Linked DNA regions of Gossypium hirsutum: all the other regions are linked to region 4. Evidence: chromatin contacts called from public Hi-C data. All regions are on one chromosome and are shown on one strand. The core of a region is the stretch at or near the end of the contact, and the rest is flanking DNA. Distances in the headings are between cores, read along the strand shown. Region 1 has its middle 70 kb from the start of LOC107962984. Region 2 holds the start of LOC107962985 (splicing factor 3B subunit 2). Region 3 holds the start of LOC107962984 (dof zinc finger protein DOF1.4). Region 4 holds the start of LOC107886301 (polyphenol oxidase, chloroplastic-like).

Region 1 (3,262 bases), core at 311-2,810, 610 kb after region 4:
CAAACTAGATTGATAAATCATGGCAAAGAAAAATGAATGAACGAATGGTATGACTCTACATATGGACTAGGGTTTGTGGCTAACACAAAGAAGGTAGTTTGTATGATTGCATGGGCATATAGTACAGGCTAAAGGAATAGTGTTTGACGTATAGTCTGTCTATATTTGGTATTCGCCAATTGGCCAACTGTGTGACTATGCAGAGTTGAAAAGTTTAACTTGCATTTTATGTGACTATTGTAATGTTTTTCCTTTGGAACTCACTAAGTTCTTTGAACTTACTTAGTTAACGTTCCTTCTCAGGTATTCTGACGAAATAAAGGAATCTCTGAAAACAATGCTAGGGGACTATCGTCGTCTACGACTTATTATATTTTGTATTATGCATGACATGGTGGTGGTGTCAAGACATTCACATTTTGAAGAATGTATTTTGTATCTAAACTCATGATCATGAACCTATGTTTCAAATGAAATTTTAGTGAAATATTGTGGTTTTCAAAGGGTACTATCTTATTTATTCTTGAATGATAAATACTTTATATTTTTATACTAATTTAAACTATAGCTTAAATTGATTTGAGCCGATATAGTTTTAAAGATAATGATTTTAAGGCAGTGATGCATCATTCATGGATCCTCCTTAAGGATTGGGTTTGGTGTGTTACATAAACTTTGTCATCTTTTCCCTCTCCAATATCATAATGATAAAAAATGGAAATTATTGTGTACACTTTTTTTAATATTCCATGTACACTCTTTAAACACATAACAAAAATTCCATCATATATGATTTTTTTTTCAATATACTTTTTTAAGTGTTGTTATTGAGTTTTTATAATATCTATACTATTTACAAAGCCCTTTACTGAGTTGTTATCACAAGTCAATTATGCTCTAGCGCGGTTAGGAAAATTATAGAAATATTCTTTTGTAATTTATTGCTTCTATCATTTGTATATCTATACTATTTATAAAGTTGTTTACTGAGTAGGTGTCACTCATCAATTGGGTCCTAACTTAGTTAGGAAAACTATTTAATGTCCCTTCATATTTAAATAAATTATATTATTTGAGAGTTCCTTTAGTCTTTTATTTTAAAAAAAAAATACAATAAAATTATGCATATAATGGGATTTGAACTCATGCCAATTGAGTTAGCAAAATCTTAAATTTACCACTCAACCAAAGTTTAATTTTATTATTTTTTATATATTTTTATTTTAATGTGCACAATTTATTATCTCCATCAATTATATATCTATACTATTTATTTTAATGTGTACAATTTATTTTAATATGTCATCCATCAACTGAATCTCGGCCTAGTTAGAGAAATTACTTTAATGTTACTTCACATTTAACATGAATTTATATTATTTGAGAGTTACTTTAATCTTTTTATTTAATGTACCTTCACAAATTTATATTCTAAATACGTAATTTTCACACATATGCGTGGGATAAAGTATCTAATATATATAGATATATAACTATCCTTGTATTTGCACATTAAAATACAACGATCCTTGAAATTTCAGCATGTGTGGAAACGCCATAGGTGATGAGAGCCTCCATTGCTGGACCACTATGGCAATTGATGGTGAAATCATGGTTTGAGCACGACTATGGTGGTGTTCGAAGGTTGGTCCAAATTTTTTTGAGAATTGAATTCACTTAAATTTTCATCGGAAAAGAGGGGAAAATAATAGTTTTTGAAAAGAAAACAAAGCTGCTGAAGCATGATTGAACAGCGACCCATCAACAGCCATGTTAAATCATGAACAAGGAAGTTCAACACGTAGCCGTGAGGGGACCAAAATTTTGACCTAATACCATGAATTTTTTATTTTTATTTTTATTTTTTGAGGGGGAGGGGGTGTGATATCGTAATGTTTAAATCAATAAATCATGTTGTCCCATATTAGGAAGCAGTTGGAAAGTGATTCAGAATCGAGAATGAATCATGAATTTCTATTTGCTGTATCACAATATAAAAACATTTATTTGATTCAAAACAACAATTATAAAAATAATGCATGAATCATGAATAACCTTTTAAAAAAAATAAAATAAATCTCCCACTTTCCAAGCGTTTCTTGTCACATCCTTTTTACTACTCTTGACATCCCCTTTAATCGATTTTGCTCTCTCTTGGTTCTTAGAATTTAGTTAATTTGAATCCATCAAATGAAATTACTTCATTTCTGTTAGTTCAACTCTTGCATGAATGTTAAAAGCATGTACACTTTCATTTTATTACGTCTATAATCCTCGCAATTCAAATTAATGATTTTTCCTGAAAACTATTTACTAAAAATTTTATTTATGAATATAATTTCACAAAAATATTTTTTAGGGGAATATTTGATACACTGCTTGTACATAAGTCTCATACACTATTGGTGAATAATAACTTAACACCCAATTATTAAATAAAACAAAAAATAGTGGAAGATCCATAAATAAATACTAATAGCTTTGTTTAAACATAATTAAATAATAGACGATTGAGTCTTAGCTTAACTGGCACAAAAACTGTTGCCAATATAGGAGAACGTGGGTTTAAGTGCGCATTATCCTACTATTTATGGGTCGCATAGGGGCTATAGGTAGTTCTAGGTATTGTGTCAAAAAAAGCAGATTTGATCAAAACTTATAATGAGATTATTCAAAAAAATATAATTAAATAATAATTAATTATAAAGAAATGTGAAAACTCTACACTTGAGGCCCTAGATCCTATACTCGAGACCTTAAACCCTAAACCTAGAATCTGAGAGTTATTTTTTAACAACCCTAACCCATAACTGTCATCGGAATAGGGTTACAGAGCATTATCGTAGTTTACAGAACAAATATAGATAATTCATATCATTTACTATTCATATCCAAAACTAATCATATCGTCCCTTGAATGGACCCCCCGAGGCCCAATTTAAGCATTAGAAACAAGTAGGGACTTGTAACACCCCGAACCCGAGACCGTCACCGGAGTCGAACACGAGGTGTTAACAGACTTTTAAAAATTTTCCAGACACTGCCAATCTGCGTAATAGTCGCTTTAAAAATCATATCTTGAGTTTCACAACTCGAAAATCAGTTTCGTGATTTTTCCCTGAAACTAGACTCATATGCCCATCTACATATTTTTTTCTAGAATTTTTGGTCGGGCCAATTAGTACAGTTTATTAGTCAAAGTCTCCCATGTTACAGGGATCGACTACCCTGACCTTTGCGCATTACGACTTGGATATCTCCT
Region 2 (3,460 bases), core at 723-3,222, 810 kb after region 4:
GAAAATCCAAAACAGATTAATTAGCACCTTAACAATGAACAAATACCCCCCACCATCTAGCATGCAAGTTATGCTACTACCAGAGACCTTATTAAATATCTATATCCCAACCAAAAAAGCAGTCATAATATAAGAGAAATCAATCAAGAGTCCTTTCTGCAAAACACCTATAAGTCCAGGCTCCAGGGTTGTCTCAGCTGTTCCCCTGCAAGAAGCACATATATGCATATAAGAGAAGCCTTATCGACTTGATCTTCCCTCACCGTCTTCCTATATCACTCACTAAAGATTATGCCTATGAACCATGAACACATATTTGACCCATATTAATCGTCATGGATGCAAGAATTACTAACCTGCAAATATTTCCTTTTCTGAGACCAGTGCCTTGGCACAGGAACAGTGTTTCGATATGCCTTCAAAAACACCAGCAACTTGGGATCAGCAGCAGTTGCATCCCAAACCTGACAAAATAATCATATCTATTATGAGCTATTGAGTTATAAAAACAGAAGTGAACATTATTCTCCATTTGAGTCGCAATATTCCAACAGTATTTCATGAAAAAATTCATAACAAAAGATTAGAAAAATAAGATCCCTTAATAGCCATGGGAAAAAAACTTCATTTCAAAAAATAAAAATAAAAAATTCATAGCAAATGTGCTCTGATTCAACATTGGAATATAAATTTGTTTTAACACTGGTTTAAAAACAAACAAGAGAGGAACAAGAAAAGAAGCAAACATCAAATAAACAGTAAGAGAAACATACTTCTACAACATCAGGCCTTGAGCAAATCTGTTTTAACTCAGCAATTTTCATCCGCCTTTGCAGCTGTCAACAATATCAAAACAAGTATTTTCAGTTTCAGTCTCATCAAAATGAACTACATATAATAACACAAATAATCTCAGAAAATATAAGGAGAAACCAAAAACCTTCTTCTTCTTATTTGATAAGCCACCTTTCTCTTTCTGTTGATTATCCTGCTCCTCCTCTCCTGAATCAGAATCAGCCCCCTTCTTTGCATCAGCATCTTGGGGAGACTCGTCCTTCTTGTCAGTCTCCTGTACAAATAGAATTACAAGTTTCTTTAGAGAACTAACAAGGAAATTCGAAAATTAATTGATCATATAAAACTGAATTTCATTTCACCTCAGAACCAGCAGCTTCCCAGAAGCTGAATTTTTCAAAAACCTTCCTAAATTCCTCATCAATGCCATCATCTAACTCAGCTTTTTCAGGAACGTACTCTACCTGAACTTCTTCCATTACCTACAGTGTCAAACAAAAGAAAATGCTTAGTTTACTTATAAACAAATGCAACTTACATTATGTAAGATTAGAGTGAAATATGCTGAATTTAAGAAAACAACAATAACAAAATAGCCATAAGAAAATTTTCAAACTACAGTTAAACCCAAAATAAAAACTCAATTCTATTCCATCTAAAGAAAATCGAAAATTCTTAAGTCACTATAGAACTTGTATTATGCACAAAGACATGCAAAAACCAGACGAAACAATCGATTCACTAAAAACATAGAAACCTCAAAACAAAAAAGAAGGGAAGGAAAAATAGCTGGATACCTGCTGCTGATAGGAATTCTTCTTTTCATCTTCGGCAGCGTCGCTGTCACCGGCTTCGGAAACGGGACCGTCTGCGGCGTCATTTTCTTGGTGGGAGGTATTCTTACTCTTATTCTTCTTCTGCTTGCGCCTTCTACGACGTCGTTCGCTCTCGCGGGACTTCTTGGAGGCGGCGGAAGGGTTGGAGATGGGGTTAGGGTTAGAGTTAGACTTATTCAGATCTCCGTTGTAAACGACGGAGCCGTTCTGGTTGGGGAGTATCTCAGCGGTCATCTCTCTTTGTTTAATCCGAGGAATGGATTGGCAAGGGTTTTGATTTCGAGAGCGAGTGGGAAATGGGGAAGATGAAAGGGAGGCCTAAATATAGCGAGGGATACCCACGTGTGGATATAATCGCACGTGACAAAAGCTGGGCCTTTATATAGTTATGGTCGGACTTGAGAGAAGTTGGGCTTTGAAGTTGTCTATTTTATTCCGCCTAATTTTTAATGGACCTTTGTATTTACCGAAATATAAGTTCCAGATTTTCCTAGGCCCGGTTGGGCCGCTATTTAAAAAGAAAGAAATCAAACTCTTCAACAAACACTCCAATAATTTATATTTTATGAGTAATAGAGTTCAACTTTTTTATCACTTTATATCAACGGGAAATAGGAATTAAATTATAAATTTTTAATAAGTTAAAATATAATTTTATTATTTATTAATTTTTAATTTCATCATTTTTAAATGGATTGAACAAATTTTTTTTTAGACTAAAATGTAATTTTAACTATATATTAACTTAAATTTTCATTGTTCATAAAGGTACCATATTACATTATTTTCATTTTTGGGGACCAAATTCACTCTGCCTATTCCTTAAATCTGCCCTTAATTATAGATAGGTTTAAATGTAAACCATTGACATAATTTACTTTGTACTTTTGATGTAAGATGAGCTCCACTATAAATAAAAGCATTCTTTGAATCATTCATAACTTGAATTATCAATGCAATTGAAAAAATTTATTCAAAACTCTTGAATATTAACGCCACGAGGCTAGCTCAACTAAAGTCCAAGTTCATAACACAAGCACATTTCATTATCTATTAATTTTAATTTTTTATCTATAATATATATAAAGTAGAGTTTGGGAAACCTTATTTTTTTTCTCCAAATCATTTGTTTCTTTTTGTTTTTGCCTAGCGGCAGTGTTAGCCTCCGAGCTAGTTATCGCCCACCTTTTTCTCTTGCCCATCAACCCTCTTTTTCTTTCTCCTTTACATTCACTCCATGCGTCTTCTCTCTTTTCAGCTTGCAGTTCTATTTTGTGGGTATCTTTGTTGTCTTTACAAGTTGTGATGGATAGATAACAGTGCTTATAATAGTTGAAACACTATCGACCACCGACAATTTCTTTTAGAAAATGAGTAGCTCTTCGTTGACTTCTTAATCTGTTTCTATTTTGAGAATTTCAGAATGATAAATGATTTCATGAGTCGGTTTGGACTCGTGTTATCTTAAGTTTTTGTTTTTTTGTTTGTTTTTCCATTATTTAATAAGTTTTCACTTTTAGAAGTTTTTATCTATTCTTATAGAATGCTTTTTAGTCTTGCTTATGCATGTAGTCTTATTTTTGCGAGTAATTTTAGGGTTGGTTTTGTCACCGTCCCCTCTAGTTTGGTGGATGTTCAATTCTTTTGTTGATTTATGCCCGCCGCTTTGGACCATCTAAGGTTGATTTCCTTATTGTATTAAGTGTTTGCAATCACTCGTGATATGTTGTACTTGAGTTGTGATAGAACCGATTGTCAACGTGCCATAATGTTCTATTGATGTTGAAGCTGAAGTTTTTGTTGTGTTGATAGAGCTTGTCCTTTAGCAC
Region 3 (3,193 bases), core at 589-3,088, 540 kb after region 4:
ATTGTTTCCCGGTAAGTGGAATTAAAAAATTCGACAAGTAGAAGTAAGACATAGCATGTGTCTTTAGATAATATTAAAAAATAAAAATTAGTTAAAAGTAGATAAATTCATTCATTTAACCTTAAAAACCAACAAAAAAATAACACTAAAAAAAAACAAAAACAAAACATAGCATTCTATGAAGTTAACAATTAATATATAACCATAGATTTTAGTTTTTCTTTTTCCATTTTTGGTTCTTGATGTTTCTTTAATAAGCTGTCTGATCTAAGTGTTTTTTTTTCTTGTTACTAATATTCAGATTAAAAATGACAACAAAATATTGAAAAATAGAAGGAAAAAAATCTCTCAACATTTCCGGGGCAATTTCTAGTTAATTAATCAATCTCAGAAAGGGGAAAATTACCCCCCCCCCAAAAAAAAGGAATTCTTAGAGTAACAAATATATTTAAGAGAGAAAAAAAATTGAACCGGACAACATGTATAATTAATATATATGCATGGTTTAAAGATCTTTCCATGGTTTGATCTCAGAGTCATCCCATGGAATGTTGAGATCAGTAGAGACAAGTGCATCAATATCATCCCAATTCCAGTAGTTTGCCATTTCAATGCCATTGCTGGTAATAGGTTCTTGCCAGGTCTGTGAACCTGTTGGATCCCCCCTCGTTTCTCCACTATGGTTGTAGAGACTCGAAGACTGAAACGAGGCTGATATTGAAGATGGGGATGTTTCCAAAGAATATGAGCTTGAACTTGAAAATGGAAACGGCAAAGGAAATGGAGTCTGTAAGCCTTGAGACATGGTAGAATCCAAGCAGACGCCATTGTTTGTGCTGAAAATTTCTCTCTCCGAGTTTCTGCAATTTACAGAATTTTGCTGCAACGATGACTGAAATTTGATGTTCGGTATGTACTTTTGATCGGCAGGCGGAAGCTGATGCGGTTGAATAGCGGAAGAGGTGGAGCTTTTGATGGTAGTAGTGGTTGTTTTACTGGCAGAAGCGGCGGCGGATGTCTGATGCCGCTTGTTTTTACGGCCTCCACCAACGGGAACATTGCGAAGATTACCGCCTTTAGTCCAATGTCTTTTACAGGTCTTGCAAAAATACCTAGGTTGTGACTTGTTATAGTTGTTATAATAACAGAACTTTGTGTTGGAAGAATCACACCTTGGACACTTCAATGGCGGTTCCGATTGCTGCAGCTGGTTTTCTTGATGATGTCGCCTTTTCATTGATGAAGCTTTTGGACGCTCCATAGTTGGAGCCTGCAACAAAGACTGGCCCTGGATCCACTCAACCTCATCACTGGAAACCTGTTTACAACTCAATCCCATCCTTTTCTCTCTCTCTATCTCTATATATGTGTGTGTGTGTGTGTCAACTTCAGAAGCTCTTTCAAAACCATAAAAATTTCAAGCTTTTGAATGGAAGTGAAAGAAGGGATCAGATAATCGGAAGAAGGTGATGAGAAATGAGCAGTCTTTGAGCGCCCTCTCCATCGTTCATATTATACAAAGGGAATAATAATAATATTTAATATTGTAGTATGAGTTAGTAAGGTAAAAAAGAGAATCAAAATTAATGAAATTTGTTTGTTGTGTGGTGTAATGTGATGGTGCAAAAGAACTTTATAGAGCAAAAGGAAATGGAGAAAGAGAGTTGCTTAGGGGTGAAGGTGATGGTGGCGGTTGGTGACACGTGGGATTTGGTGGACCGTTGACAGTGGAGTGATTGAATGATCTGTAAAGAGAAGGGTAAAGAGTTTCATGTTGTACTATATTAAGTATTAAGGAACTGTAACTTAGTTAACCACTTGCATGCACGCGTTGGCTCCACCATATCTATGAAAATGATATATCGCCTCGAGGTTCAGTCTATTTTGTGTTTTCATTTAAAAATAAATTAATTAATTTTTATATGAGAAAATTAATATTTTTTAAATTTTTTTATCTATTTTTATTATTAAAAAATAATCATTTTATGTTAGTATGAGAAACAAATAATACACGGTGATAAAAATATTTAATTATTTCATCATTAACATCAATTGTTAACAATTAAAAAGAATGAAATTTTTAATAAAAATAGTCTATTTCTTTTTTAATATAATACAAAGGGATTAATTTACTTATTTTTAAAGTAAAATAAATAAAATATAATCTACTCTTCCATAATATTCTTATAGCTAAATTGGTAAAATTATTGCCATCAAAGATTCAAGAGTAGCCCATGCCATGATAAAATTGAAATTATGAAAATTTGAGAGTTAAATGTAAGAATCATCTTGTCTTGTATAGTTTATAATCAATATGGTTATAATGATACCCCTTCTAATAAAAAGAGTAGCCAGTACCATCCATCCGTAGAAATTTGAAGCTATTGCTATATTTATAGTATGAATAAATATATATGGTTTGTAGCTAGTTAATTAGGGCCCATTTGGTGTCAAATTAGCAGTCACCACCATCCATGAAATTGACTTGTCTCTTTTCTCTAAAATGGCAGAAGAAGCAAAGAAATCTAAAGTCAATAATTCACTTCATTTCTGTTCCGCACATGAACCCCGAGCGAATCAGATTTAGGGTGTAATTTAGTTTTTTTTATCGTTATAATATTGGTAGAGGTAAGTGATTACAAGGTTTGAATTCATGTTATTTGAGTGTTGGATTAAAGTTTTAATTAATACTTCAACCAAATCTTGGCTCATATTACTATTTTTGAAAGATGATAGTTATGTTAAAATATGCTTTAGGTTGTTATTCTCTTCACAATAATTTATTTTTTCTATTTTAATTTTTTGAAATTTAATCTTTTAAATTTAAAATTTTAAGTTAAATTATTAACATAATTAAAATAATTTTTTAAATTTATTAGTCTGATATTTTAAAATTTAAAAAAAATCCACTTGATAACTATGCAACCTATAACACTCCACACCCGTGCCCTACCCCGGGACGGCGTACGAGGCATTACTAAACTTTAACACAAGCACACGATCATTTCTGAGTCATCAAGACGTGATCAAATTTAAACTTTTTCGAACCTTGATTAATCTTCTTAATACGGACCTACGAGGCCTCAAACATTCATTAGAAATCACTCGGAACCAACTCGGGTCCTTAAACCGACTTAAAAAAATGATTCTTGAAACAGGGCACACGCCCGTGTGGAAGGGCAACACACCCGTG
Region 4 (3,619 bases), core at 1,006-3,505:
AAAATTAAATCAACGTTTATTTATTGGTTTAATAATTAAAGACTGTATCCATCATCCCAAACATCAAATCCAAGGAAGAGGTTTCCATGGCAAGAACATGTACACCATACAAAGGATTCTATAGTCATAGACGCAGTGGCCTTATTTATAACTAAAAAGACTGATGCATAAAACAGGGGACACAAATTGACGAAGCAAAATGTTTCAGCAAGCGACCGAAGAGTCGGTCAATTAACTGATCATTAATCTCGGATGTAGTCGATCTTAATGTTACCAATAGAAACCAGACCCTTTCCTTCTTTAGGCACCAAAGTCACCAAAATACTCTCATCACCTTCAACATTCAAATCCTCCAACAAATCTGTTAATGGCAATGTTAAATTAGTGTTAAGCTTCATCCCAGTCTTGTGATGGTTATGCGGTAGATTCGTAAAGCTCCCAGCGAACTCTGAATCTTCCGGTTCAGTCGGTGTCTCGTCGTCTTCATCATTAATGTACACATCGAACTTCACTGCTGCATCTCGGTCTAGTTGAATGTTTTGTAGAACCAAAACTTCTTCTTCATCTTCCTTTTCGAGCTTAGTCCTTGATTTCTTTGGCCTTGGAACCTCAACGCGCACTAGTTTGTCTAAGGCTATAGGGAAGGCAATACTGATAGGGGTGGTGTTCTTTGTTTCCGCCGCCACTGCTTGACCACCACTTTTACCCCGACCTGACTTTCGTGGAATTGGCTTGTTTTTGAGCCATGGAATATTAACTTTTTGGTAATCATACCCGAAAGTCTTCATGTTAAGGCTATCACGAACCTTGACTCGAACCAGATTTGCGTTCTCATCGTAGAAAAGAAACGAGGAATCGAGCCAATCTGTATCAGTGAAATCAGTTCGCTTCTTCCCTGGTAATGTCCTCCAAATGCTCCACAATCGGTCGACATTGGAGTGATGAGCGTAGAACAATGGGTCTCTACCCGCAGAGTAGAAGTTCCCCATGTCTTCAGAAAATGGCTGTCGCTTATCACCAACCCACCGGTGAACGGCTGTGTGAGGATTGTTCTCAATTGAACCCATTCCTGGACTGGGATCATCGCCGGCACGGTACGCCGCTCCAAGGAAAAGAGAAGCGGTCTTGTAGGTTACCATTTGCCTGTACATCACGCTGAGGTTACTTTTTATTTGATCTCTCTTTGATAATTCTTCCTCAGTGCCAGCATAATCAAGATCGAGCATATTGGGTGGTTGGTGGTTCACGTTGCGCTTTTCATCATAGAGTGGAGAGTTAGGGTCTACATATATTTTAGGGATAGCCATTCCTGGGGGAGAATCCCAGTTCCAAAATGGCATCGCGAAATTTGGATCACCAATCAGCTTCCCCAAAATCCTCTCGTAGAAATAGAGATATAGCCTATGGAATGGGAAAAAAAGCCATGAGAAGTGAACTTGAAGTTGTTGATCCGGAAACCCCACTTGATCGTAAGCTCCATTGCAATAGGCACAATGAACATTGGCCTGTTGCTTGAAACTACGAGGATCATCATCAGGGAGAGCTTTCATCAGCTCCATGGCCTTTGTAAATTTCTCCAAGTAGTTAGCATCAACTAAATGTGCTGCCGGCCTTAACCGTATCGTGGAAAACCGAGGTGGTTTGAAATCTAGAATATTTGTTGTTTTTGGTGGGCAGCAAGGGACACTTATGCTGGTTCCTGAACTTGAAGATGTTACGGTTGAATTCTCACAAAGCGAGAGGTCAGGGGCGGCTATTGGGGCTGCCAATGCAAATGGGTCACTCACAAGGTTGGTTGCACCATACAGAGTTCCTAGGCCAAGAAGAATATCCCTTCTATCGAAGCTATTGAGAGATGAAGAGCCTTCATTGTTTTGGTTCCCATTGCTGGCTTTGCATGACACTAGTTTTTTGGAGAAAGGCTTTTTCTTCTTGAATATGAAAAGTGGTGATGTTTTGGGAAGGCATGAAGTTGGAATGCAGGAACTGGGAAGAATGACGGGGTTTGATGATGGTGAATTGACGACAGGGAAAGCCATTGCCGTGTAGTTTGGTCTCAAAGATGTTGATTAATAGAATTAAGCTTTTTATGTGGAAATTGGTAACCAAAAATCGAAGTGCCTTTAGCAAGATAACAAAACTGTGGCTGCAAACAATAGGGATAAAGTAGAATGGGACCTGTTGGAACTAGTTATGTTCAAAGTGAAATTCGATGGCTAATATATAGAGCATGCCGCCTCCGTTAATTAGAAAAATCAACACAGCAGACCAGTCAATTTTTTTAGTCAAAAGAGAATAAAATTTTCACAAATGTGGATTTAAAATCTTACACAGTAGGGCAGCGAAATTTTCTTCCTCACTAATCAATCTATTTTATAATCTAATTACAATATAATTAATTCTATTTTAGAGCACATAAATTTAAAATTATATAGATCTAAACATTTTTAAAATATATATATACACTTTACTATGTTAAACTTGAATAATTAATTAACTCATTTAAGTATCAAAATTATTATTTTAAAAAACATTTATGTTCTTTAAAATTTTATTAGTTTCTTTTATATATTTTGAATGTTATAATGACGTCTCCAATGTATGATACACAAAAATATACACTTTCATAGGTATAAATTCTGATCAGTAAATATTTTTGCTCCAATGGGGCAATATTGAATGCATTTGAAAGGGATGCTTTGTAGGTTGATTTGACTTTTTGCTTTTAATATCTTCTTTCTGTTCTACCTTTGGTATTGGGGAGGGACTCGATTCATCGTTTTCGTATATTCTGGGATACCTCACCGGGATTTAATTAATGCATTATGTGCTAGTGGATCGATATCGATAACATGGGCTTCATTCACCAACAAAGAAGATATTTCGGGACAGGAAAATCAAGGTTAAAAATACGACAAAACCTCTTATACTATATTTTGGTTTGCATTTTATTAAAAAATAATTTCTATATCTTAAATGAATGAATAAAATAATCATTTCATTAAAATTTCACTATTAAATATTTATTTTTGTGTTTATATATAAGATATAGTAATAAATTTAGTCCTCAAATTTTATAGATTTATTTAATTTGACTCATACTCTTTTATTTGAAGTAAATTAAAAAATTGTGAAATTAGGACAAAGATAACAAATCTAAAAAAATCAATTAAGCTCTTTCAAAATTTAAAAATTATTTTAAAAAGTCATAAAAAATCTAAACAAAAGTTATAAAAAAATTCAATATTATTTTTGATGAAATTTCTTAAAGAGAATTTTGATTTCTTTTATTGGTTTAGTTCTGTAAATTAAAATAAGATTAATGCACTAAAAAAGTCCACAAATTACTACATAATGTTTAAGCAAACCCTCATACTTAATTATTAGTCACATAAGTCTCTAGTCTAAGAATTTTATCCATTTAAACCCTTAATTTTACGGGTAAACTATACAATTCATCACCCAACTAGTACCGTATTTCTGTTTTGACAACTCTTTGTTAAATGGTTAACAGAAGTGAAGTCATAATCTTTTTAACTGGTATAATACACCATTAAGTTCTCAATATTTATACATTCTATCAATTTGATCCTAGTTTTAAATAATTCAATAAATTTAA

The links. A called contact is a pair of places that touch in the nucleus more often than the background predicts.
Region 1: a Hi-C map of leaf shows a contact between it and region 4, with 4 times the contacts expected there. The contact joins the enhancer-like site here to the promoter of LOC107886301 in region 4. A contact is called at or near these places in 2 of 34 Hi-C or Micro-C datasets (both in leaf).
Region 2: a contact with region 4 is called in a Hi-C map of leaf, with 2.4 times the contacts expected there. The contact joins the promoter of LOC107962985 here to the promoter of LOC107886301 in region 4. A contact is called at or near these places in 4 of 34 Hi-C or Micro-C datasets (leaf and petal).
Region 3: a Hi-C map of leaf shows a contact between it and region 4, with 3 times the contacts expected there. The contact joins the promoter of LOC107962984 here to the promoter of LOC107886301 in region 4. A contact is called at or near these places in 2 of 34 Hi-C or Micro-C datasets (both in leaf).

Annotation. Positions count from the first base shown.
Region 1 is chrA06:90,295,766-90,299,027 of Gossypium_hirsutum_v2.1, forward strand. No RefSeq gene overlaps it. Among protein-coding and RNA genes, the nearest start is that of LOC107962984, 70 kb to the left of the region's middle. Within about 2 kb of position 1,561, at least 1 of the 9 cell types and tissues checked has an H3K27ac peak or open chromatin away from gene starts, as enhancers often do. A contact at or near this core is called in leaf, where this site is marked.
Region 2 is chrA06:90,498,559-90,502,018 of Gossypium_hirsutum_v2.1, forward strand. It overlaps LOC107962985 (splicing factor 3B subunit 2), which reads right to left and starts at 1,973. Exons shown (of 18, transcript XM_016899590.2): 1 at 1,593-1,973; 2 at 1,158-1,277; 3 at 941-1,069; 4 at 774-836; 5 at 357-464. The coding sequence starts at 1,865.
Region 3 is chrA06:90,225,655-90,228,847 of Gossypium_hirsutum_v2.1, forward strand. LOC107962984 (dof zinc finger protein DOF1.4) reads right to left here and starts at 1,839. Exons shown (of 1, transcript XM_016899588.2): 1 at 323-1,839. The coding sequence starts at 1,339. The coding sequence ends at 506.
Region 4 is chrA06:89,686,042-89,689,660 of Gossypium_hirsutum_v2.1, forward strand. LOC107886301 (polyphenol oxidase, chloroplastic-like) reads right to left here and starts at 2,256. Exons shown (of 1, transcript NM_001326725.2): 1 at 191-2,256. The coding sequence starts at 2,039. The coding sequence ends at 243.